Linked DNA regions of Pan troglodytes: region 2 is linked to region 1. A link is a contact called in public Hi-C data. All regions are on one chromosome and are shown on one strand. Each heading gives the region's core, a stretch centred on a gene start, on an enhancer-like site or on the middle of the called end of the contact. The rest is flanking DNA. Distances are from core to core; before and after follow the strand shown. Region 1 holds the start of OLFM2 (olfactomedin 2). Region 2 holds the start of MRPL4 (mitochondrial ribosomal protein L4).

Region 1 (4,225 bases), core at 720-3,219:
TGCACTCATTAAAATACTAAAATTACCCACCCACCAGCGCCCTTGACAGTTCCAGGGACACCCAAATTTGGTGTAAAAATGGGTGGCACCACAGTCCACCTTTTTCCAGTTTTCATGAATATTCCGTCCCTTGGTTAAAGAGATACACAGTGGCCTGTTGTGGTGGCTCACGCCTGTAATCTCAGCACTTTGGGAGGCCAAGGCGGGTGGATCACGAGGTCAGGAGTTTGAGACCAGCCTGGCCAATATGGTGAAACCCCGTCTCTACTAAAAACACAAAAAATTAGCCGGCTGTGATGGCGCACACCTGTAATCCCAGCTACTCAGGAGGCTGAGGCAGGAGAATTGCTTGAACCCGGGAGGCAGAGGTTGCAGTGAGCCGAGATCACACCACTGCACTCCAGCCTGGGTGACAGAGCGAGACTTTGTCTCAAAAAAAAAAAAAAAGAGACACATAAAGGTAGCAGTCCCAAACCACCTTGCCCATCTCTCTCTCTTAAGTACGCCCACTCCCTTTTCTCAAGTGTGGACTTTTCCCTTAACAAAAAAATCTCCGAACTTTTCATGATTTTCTGATTCCTCCTTGAATTCATTCTTGCGACGGTGTTAAGAGCCTGGACACCAGCTGGGGTCGAGGCCCCACCAGCGTCTGGGGAGACCCCTCCTAGCCCAACAGTATCAGGGTCACAAAAATGCCAGGCTTCCTGGCCTCGCATATTTTATGCCCGATTTCTTTCTAGTCTGACTTATTTGCCCGCCCCCCTCCTCCACCTCTGCCTACATATATCCGAATCCCTAGAGGGGCTGTGGGGAGGAAAGACGACTAGGGACACTTTTTTTTTTTTTTTTTTTTTTTGAGACAAGTTTTGCTCCTGTTGCCCAGGCTGGAGTGCAATGGCACGATCTCTGCTCACTGCAACCTCTGCCTCCCAGGTTCAAGCGATTCTCCTGTCTCAGCCTCCCGAGTAGCTGGGATTCCAGGCATGCACCACCACGCCCGGCTAATTTTTGTATGTTTTAGTAGAGGTGGGGTTTTGCCATATTGGCCAGGCTGGTCTTGAACTCCTGACCTCAGATGATCCACCCTCCTCAGCCTCCCAAATTGCTGGGATTACAGGCGTGAGCCACCGCGCCCGGCCTAGGGACACTTTTGGAGGAGTGAGAGGCAGAGAAAGGCTGGAAAGCCTCCCGAAAGAGAGGCTAGACAAGGACGCCCTTCATATGCAAATGGCTTCGCGTGGAGGCGGTGTTAATATTTTGATTCTCTCGGGGGATGTGGTCTTTCATCTTGGGCTATTGAAACAGGAGCGAAGAGAAAGTCTTCCAGGTGTGGCGGAGGCGGGGAGGCTTCCAGCGGGAGGACTGGTGGGGAAATGGGGCGCCCGGGGAGAGTGAAAACGAGACGCCCCTTTTTGAGGCCAAGCCCACCCACGTGGCCATTTCCATTGGCCTCTTGCCTGATTCTCGGTCTCCTGTCCCCCCAACCTCAATTTTTTCCTCTTATTCCCCGTCTCCATCTATGCCTCACCCCTCTTGTCCTGGCATTGACCCCTCCTCCAACTTCCAATTTCAGATTCTGCCTCAGTTTCCCTGTTGACTGTTGAGTTTTTAGGGAGGGGGCGTTCATCATTTCCCTTCTCTGCTACCAGGCCTTCCTCCTATTCCTCTCCCCCAACCATTCGTCCCCGTCCCACCTGCAACGTGGGAAATGCCCCCGGAGGGTGAAATTTACAAACACGTGACGGGCACCCCTCCCCCCACCTCCGCGACCCGCTCCCGGAATGGCCTGGGGGTTGGGGGGCGCTGCCAAGTCCTGTCCTCAGGTCCCCTCGCCGGGGCTGGCTCCCCCACTTCCCCGCCCCTCACCCCCCCACCCGACCCTGCTCGAGCTGCTCCAGAAGAGGAGCTGGGGGCGGGGCGGGGGGCGGAGCCCGCAACAAAGACTCGGAGCGAGCGAGGGGGCGGGGGTGGGGCGGAATCCCGGCCGCCGGCGAGGCGGGGGAGGCGGCGGCGCAGGGTCGCCCCGGCCGGGCGGGCGGGGTCGCGCCTGGTGGCGGTCCCCGCGCCGAGGCGCCGCTAGGGCGGGCGGGGGTCGGGACGCCGGGCTGGGGGCGCGTCATGTGGCCGCTCACGGTCCCGCCGCCGCTGCTGCTGCTGCTGTGCTCAGGCCTGGCCGGACAGGTAGGGGCCCGGCGGGCAGGTGCGGGCGCGGGTGGCTCCGGGAGAGGAGGGGGGCGCGGAGGGTTCCCGGAGAAACGGGGTTGGGAGGCTCCACAAGCCCCCCCAGCTGCAGGGCGGCGAGGGGCGGGGGTCGCAGCGGGGGAGGGGCCGGGACGTGCACTCTCTGGCTTGGGAGAGGACAAGGGGGGCTTCAAATCCAGCCTCAAGCTGGGCTGGTTTGGGGGGTGGCGTCTTTGGGATTCTCAACCCCTCCATGGCCCCGAGCCCCCACCCCGCCATCTCGCTGGAGCTGAATGGGGTTGGGAGGGAAACTTCAGGGGGCATTGGAGGGGGGCGGTTGCTTACCCTTGACTTCCTCTTCGGGGCCGAGATGCCCAGTTTCTGAAGCCCCCCACTCCTCGCCTGCAGCCCCCAGTGTGGGGCAGGGGACGGGACTCACGTGAGAGTGACTGACGGGGACGCGTGTGAAATGCTGTGGGGGTGCAGGGTAAACGTGTGTGTCTTTGTGTCGTGGTTGGGTGTGACCGGGGGGAGTTTGTGTGTGTGGCGGTTGGGGGGCTTGTCCAACTAGTGCCTGAGTTGGGGTGTGATCAGTACGTGAGACAGAGTCTGTGTGTGACCGTGTCCTCATTACTGGCTCCAGATGACTGGGTGTTGTACAATACGTGTGTGGCCAGGTGTGTGGCCGTGTGAGAGCCTTGGAGTGAGCGTGTGCTATTCTGTACCTTTGGGTAAATCACTCTAAAAGGGTGTGTGTGTGTGTGCAAACGTGTCCATCCATGCACGTGTGTGTGTGTGTCTTGGTGCCTTGCTCACAACCGCACACGCCATTCATACCCTTACAGAAGCAGGTCTCCCTCCCCATGGCACCTTTCTCTTGGGCAGGCTCAGGGAGGCTTGCAAAATGTGGGGCGTCCACGCTCTCTTTTGCTATTGGAAAGCCCCTCTCCTCCTCCATCTTGGAAGTGAGAGCACCCCCAAGTTCTCAGATCTGTAGGAGTTCACAGGGGAGCTGGGATCAAAAATAATAAAATAGTCATTATGATAACAGTGATCATTCATTACGTGCTAATTTGAGAGGTGCTGTTTCAATCACACAGCACAGACTAAGGCATTTAACCCCCTCTGCCTCCTCCCTACTAGAGCATGGTATTGTTACCTCATTTTATGGATGGGGAAACTGAGGCACAGAAAAGTTAAATCACTTGCTCAAGCTCGAGAGTGACAGAGGTGGGACTGAACCGAGGCAGTCCGGCTCCTGAGCCCACACGATTACCCTCTTGTTAAATAATCCGCCCCATGGGTGTGGACAGCGTCCGTGAAGACATTGCTAGGTGGGCTTTTAGGTAGATAGGCAGGGGAGAAACAATTTGGGCACCTTCTCCTTATCAAGAAAAGAATCAGACCCTTGTGCTCACCCCGAGGGGGGTGTTGGGAGGAATGGAGGTTAGACTCCAGATAGAAGGATTTCCAGGCCACGAGGAGAGATTGTGGGGTCCCCTCCCTCGCTCCTCCATTTCCCCACGCATCTCAGCACCCACGAGCTGGGTGGGATAGGGAGTGTGCCCAGCCCCAGGCATGAGGACACACACAATAGGTACTCAATGGATGTGTGAGCCGGAGAGAAGCCAAGAGACACACCTGGGAGACGAGAGACCAAAAGAGGCACACACTTGAGAAACCAGTGGAAAAAAAATGAGCCAGGAATCAAGTTGAATTATCCTTGACCTAGCAGAGGAGACAGAGAACCACCCCCTGTGGCTTCTCCTCCACCCCCTGCTAGGGGGGCACTAGATTTTCTGGCTTCTCACCAAGATTGGCTAGGATGCCAGAGTTTGCTGCCAGAATTGCAATTGGAGGGTGACTCCTACAGCCCCCAGGGCTGGGAGGGGGTTGCTTTGGGGGCGGGACTAACGAGGTCAGTGGAGGCGGGGCTAAAGGACAACGGGGGCGTGGCCAAATGAGGTAATCCGTTAGGGCGGGGCTGGTGGAATCCTGCCGCGGGCTGCAGTGCCTCCAGGCGGCCACTGCGGGAACTACATGG
Region 2 (4,109 bases), core at 921-3,420, 310 kb before region 1:
CATTGCACTCCAGCCTGGGCGACAAGAGCGAAACTTCATCTCAAAAAAAAAAAAAAAAGCCACCCCTTCTTCCTTGTTTTTCCTACCATTACTTTTTTCCTGCTATTACACTCCACTTATTGCCACCTTCTTCAGGGACTGGTTTTCCTCTCTAGTTCTATACCATTCCATACAGTCACATACTCAACATCTGAAACATGGCCAGTGCCCCATGCTACAATGTGATTTCGACATAGTTTTAAATACAGGTTAAATACATTATTGAAATCAATTTCACCTGTTTTTTTTTTTTTTTTGAGATGGAGTCTGTCTCTGTCGCCCAGGCTGGAGTGCAGTAGTATAATCACGGCTCACTGCAACCTCCATCTCCCCAGGTGCAAGCGATTCTCATGCCTCAGCCTCCTGAGTAGCTGGGACTACAGGCTTGCACTAAGACGTCCGGCTAATTTTTGTATTTTTAGTAGAGACGGGGTTTCACCATGTTGGCCAGGCTGGTCTGCAACTCCTGGTTTCAAGTGATCCGCCCACCTCGGCCTCCCAATGTGCTGGGATTACAGATGTGAGCCACAGTAACTGGCCCCTACATTTTCTTTTCTTTCTTTTTTTTTTTTTTTTTTTTGAGACAGAGTGTTGCCCAGGATGGAGTGCAGTGGCGCGATCTCGGCTCACTGCAAGCTCCGCCTCCCGGGTTCACGCCATTCTCTTGCCTCAGCCTCCAGAGTACCTGGGACTACAGACGCCCGCCACCACGCGCGGCTAATTTTTTTTTTTTTGTATTTTTAGTAGAGACGGGGTTTCACCATGTTAGCCAGGATGGTCTCGATCTCCTGACCTCGTGATCCGCCCGCCTTGGCCTCCCAAAGTGCTGGGATTACAGGCGTGAGCCACTGCGCCCAGGGTGGCCCCTACATTTTCTTAGAGATGTTATGAACAGCAGGGTAACTAAAATGCAAACAGCCTCTTCCAGGCACCGAGGAATGGTTTAGTCTTTTTAGTGCTCTTATTTGCAAAAACCAGTTAACAAAGATTATCAACATTTCTATAGAACTTATTATGTGCCAGAATTAAGTCATTTATTCATGACAGCAACCTCCCGACCGCTGACAAAATAGGGACACTGAGGGACAAGAGGGGAAGGCAGGATTTGAACCTAATCAGTCGGGCTCCAGAATTCTGTCTCCCTAACCCTTAGATGATGTCACCTCTCAGGCTTCAATCTCACACAGCGCTACAGTTTTGTCATCGTTCCCCTTTGACAGGTGGAGAAACGGAGGCTGTAGAAATTCAGCACTTTCCCAAGGGTACAAGCCCAAAGTCATCGTGACTCCTGAAATCCCGCTCTTCATCCCTCTGCCACTCAGTTCACCATTACAGCCCTCGCTCACCTGGGCGCGGTGGCGAAAACATCGGGGTGCAGGTCGGCCAGGCCCACGCGCTCCTGCTCGAAGCCCCGCAAGGACTCGACCCAGGCCTGCACTGGGCGTCGATGAGTGGGTACCGGGAGCTCGACTTTGCGCAGCACGGGCTCCGGGAGACCTGGAGCGATTGCGGGGGTCAGAGGTTAGGGTCAAGGGTCAGACCTCTCTGTCGCCGCCCTTCCTGGAGCCACCCCGGTTGCCTTACCCTCGCTCGCCACCTGCTCCGGGTTCTCGGTCGCACGCGCTGCCTCTTCCGCCAGGGAACTCAGGCCCTGCAAGGGTTGGGCGAAAGTGAGAGACGACCCCTGGACACCCCCAAATTTCATCCTTCGACCACGCCTCCAGCCCCTGGCCTCACCTGGCAGCCGGTAGGCCGAAGCCAGGCCCGCGCCCCGGCCCGGACCAACTGCAGCATCGCCGCGCAGCCTCCCACGCCGCGGGAGGTCAAGGCCACTGGAGCCTCGCGAGGCGCCGCTGGATGACGTCACGCACGCGACGCCGCCCTACCCGCCGCGACTCCGCGCTGGAAAGCGGGGTGTGCAAAACCGAAGATGGAGGGGGTCCGACCCGGCGTGCCCAGACCTCCACCCCAGGACTAACCCCCAGATCCAATTTTCACTCCTGCCTCAAGGACCCTCCGTAACACTGGGGAACGCGACCTCACAGCAAGAAGACCCAGCTTCCGTAGGCCTAGCATACTTTGGGTCCCGCCTCCGACGAGCCGGTGCAGGAATTCAGCCAATGAGACCTCTCTGGCCCAATTCAGCCAATGACTGTTAAGCCTGAAGGAGTGACCCCCGCCCATAAGTGGGCAGTTCTGGAGCGAGCAACTAAGGAATACAGCCAATAACGCTTAAACTTTTGCTGTTGGTCACGCCCACCGGGCCACGCCTTCATCCCGCCTCCAAGGCTGTCGGAGATGGTTTTTTCTTTATCCAGTTATGTGGTTTTGTTTTTTTATTTGTTTTGTTGTTGTTGTTGTTGTTGTTGTTGTTTTTTGAGACGGAGTCTTGCTCTGTTGCCCAGGCTGGAGTGCAGTGGCGCGATCTCGGCTCACTGCAAGCTCCGCCTACTAGGTTCACGCCATTCTCCTGCCTCAGCCTCCCGAGTAGCTGGGACTGCAGGCGCCCGCCACCACGCCTGGCTAATTTTTTGTATTTTTAGTAGAGACGGGTATCACCGCGTTAGCCAGGATGGTCTCGATCTCCTGACCTCGTGATCCGCCCGCCTCAGCCTTCCAAAGTGCTGGGATTACAGGCGTGAGCCACCGTGCCTGGCGTTTTTTCATTTGTTTAAAGGCAGGGCCTTATTGCCCTCAGAAAGCCTTCAGGATTGGGCCTGCCAGACCATGCCTCCCAGTTTAGATTCCCCAGGGCAGGGCCATGTCCCCCCGAAACCCCTCAGATTAGGTATTTGTGTCCCTTACCCCCTAGACCAGGGTCCTCTCCCCTACCCCTTTAAACCAGGTCCCGTCCCCTCTCAGACCTTCCAGGGCTCTCCAAGGACAGAACAAAGTGGGGAGTCCACAGATCCTGGACTGCCTCCCTTGTCGCCCCCTAACAAATCCGAATGCTTATTTTTAGTTTCTTTGTTTTGGTTTTTAGAGACAAGGTCTTCCTCTGTCGCCCAGGCTGGAGTGCAATGGGCAAGATCATGGCTTACTGCAGCCTCGACCTCCAGAGCTCAAGGGATTCTCCTGCCTCTGTCTCCTGAGTAGCTGGTCTACAGGTGCGCAAGCCCGGCTCATTTTTGTATTGTATTTTTTTATTTTGTATTTGTATTTTGAGATGGAGTATCGCTCTGTCGCCCAGGCCGGAGTGCAGTGGTGCGAGATCGCACATCTCGGCCTCCCGGGTTCAAGCGATTCCCTGCCTCAGCTTACCGAGTAGCTGGGACTACAGGCGCCCGCCACCACGCGCGGCTAACTTTTTGTATTTTTAGTAGAGAGGGGGTTTCACCGTGTTAGCCAGGATGGTCTCAATCTCCTGACCTCGTGATCCGCCCGCCTCGGCTTCCCAAAGTGCTGGGATTACAGGCGTGAGCCACCGAGCCCGGCCCTAATTTTCGTGTTTTTATTAGAGACAGTGTGGCACCACGTTGGCCAGGCTGGTCTTGAACTCCTGACCTCAGGTGATCCACCCGCCTCGGCCTCCCAAAGTGCTGGGATTACAGGCCTGAGCCACCGCGCCCGGCCTAATTTTTTTTTTTTTTTTGTAGAGATGGCGGGGGGTGGGTCTCCCAATGTTGCCCAGGCTGGTCTTGAACTCCTGGGCTCAAGCAATTCTCCCGCATTGGTCCCCCAAAATGCTGGGATTACAGGCATGAGCTACTGTGGCCCACCCATTTTTAGGTTCTTTACCATGTTCCCGATAGACCTCCAGGGGGCGCCACCGGATCATAGCCGGCTTCCCTACCAGTCCAGGGCTGTCTACTTGGAGGCCAGTGCGTTCTGGACAGAGCACAGCTGACAACGTGGTCTGTGAACCAACCTCATTTTCCTCTGCTGGAAAAGGAGGTTATGAGATTTCAGTGACGTAATGGAGGCAAAGCTTCCCATGCCTGGTACAAGGTGAAAAGTCAATAAATAGCATTATTATTCTTTTTTTTTTGAGACAGAATCTCACTCTGTTGCCCAGGCTGGAGTGCAGTAGCGCGATCTTGGTTCACTGCAACCTCCGCCTCCCGGGTTCA

Evidence for each region. A called contact is a pair of places that touch in the nucleus more often than the background predicts.
Region 2: a Hi-C map of stem cell-derived neural progenitor cells shows a contact between it and region 1, with 5 times the contacts expected there. The contact joins the promoter of MRPL4 here to the promoter of OLFM2 in region 1. A contact is called at or near these places in 1 of 7 Hi-C or Micro-C datasets (stem cell-derived neural progenitor cells), 1 of 1 datasets of contacts at active chromatin or transcription factors (stem cell-derived excitatory neurons) and 1 of 1 other capture datasets (stem cell-derived neural stem cells).

The regions. Positions count from the first base shown.
Region 1 is chr20:12,662,648-12,666,872 of NHGRI_mPanTro3-v2.0_pri, reverse strand. It overlaps OLFM2 (olfactomedin 2), which reads left to right and starts at 1,969. Exons shown (of 6, transcript XM_003316100.5): 1 at 1,969-2,181. The coding sequence starts at 2,119.
Region 2 is chr20:12,975,233-12,979,341 of NHGRI_mPanTro3-v2.0_pri, reverse strand. It overlaps MRPL4 (mitochondrial ribosomal protein L4), which reads right to left and starts at 2,170. Exons shown (of 9, transcript XM_001164062.7): 1 at 1,777-2,170; 2 at 1,624-1,690; 3 at 1,386-1,536. The coding sequence starts at 1,833.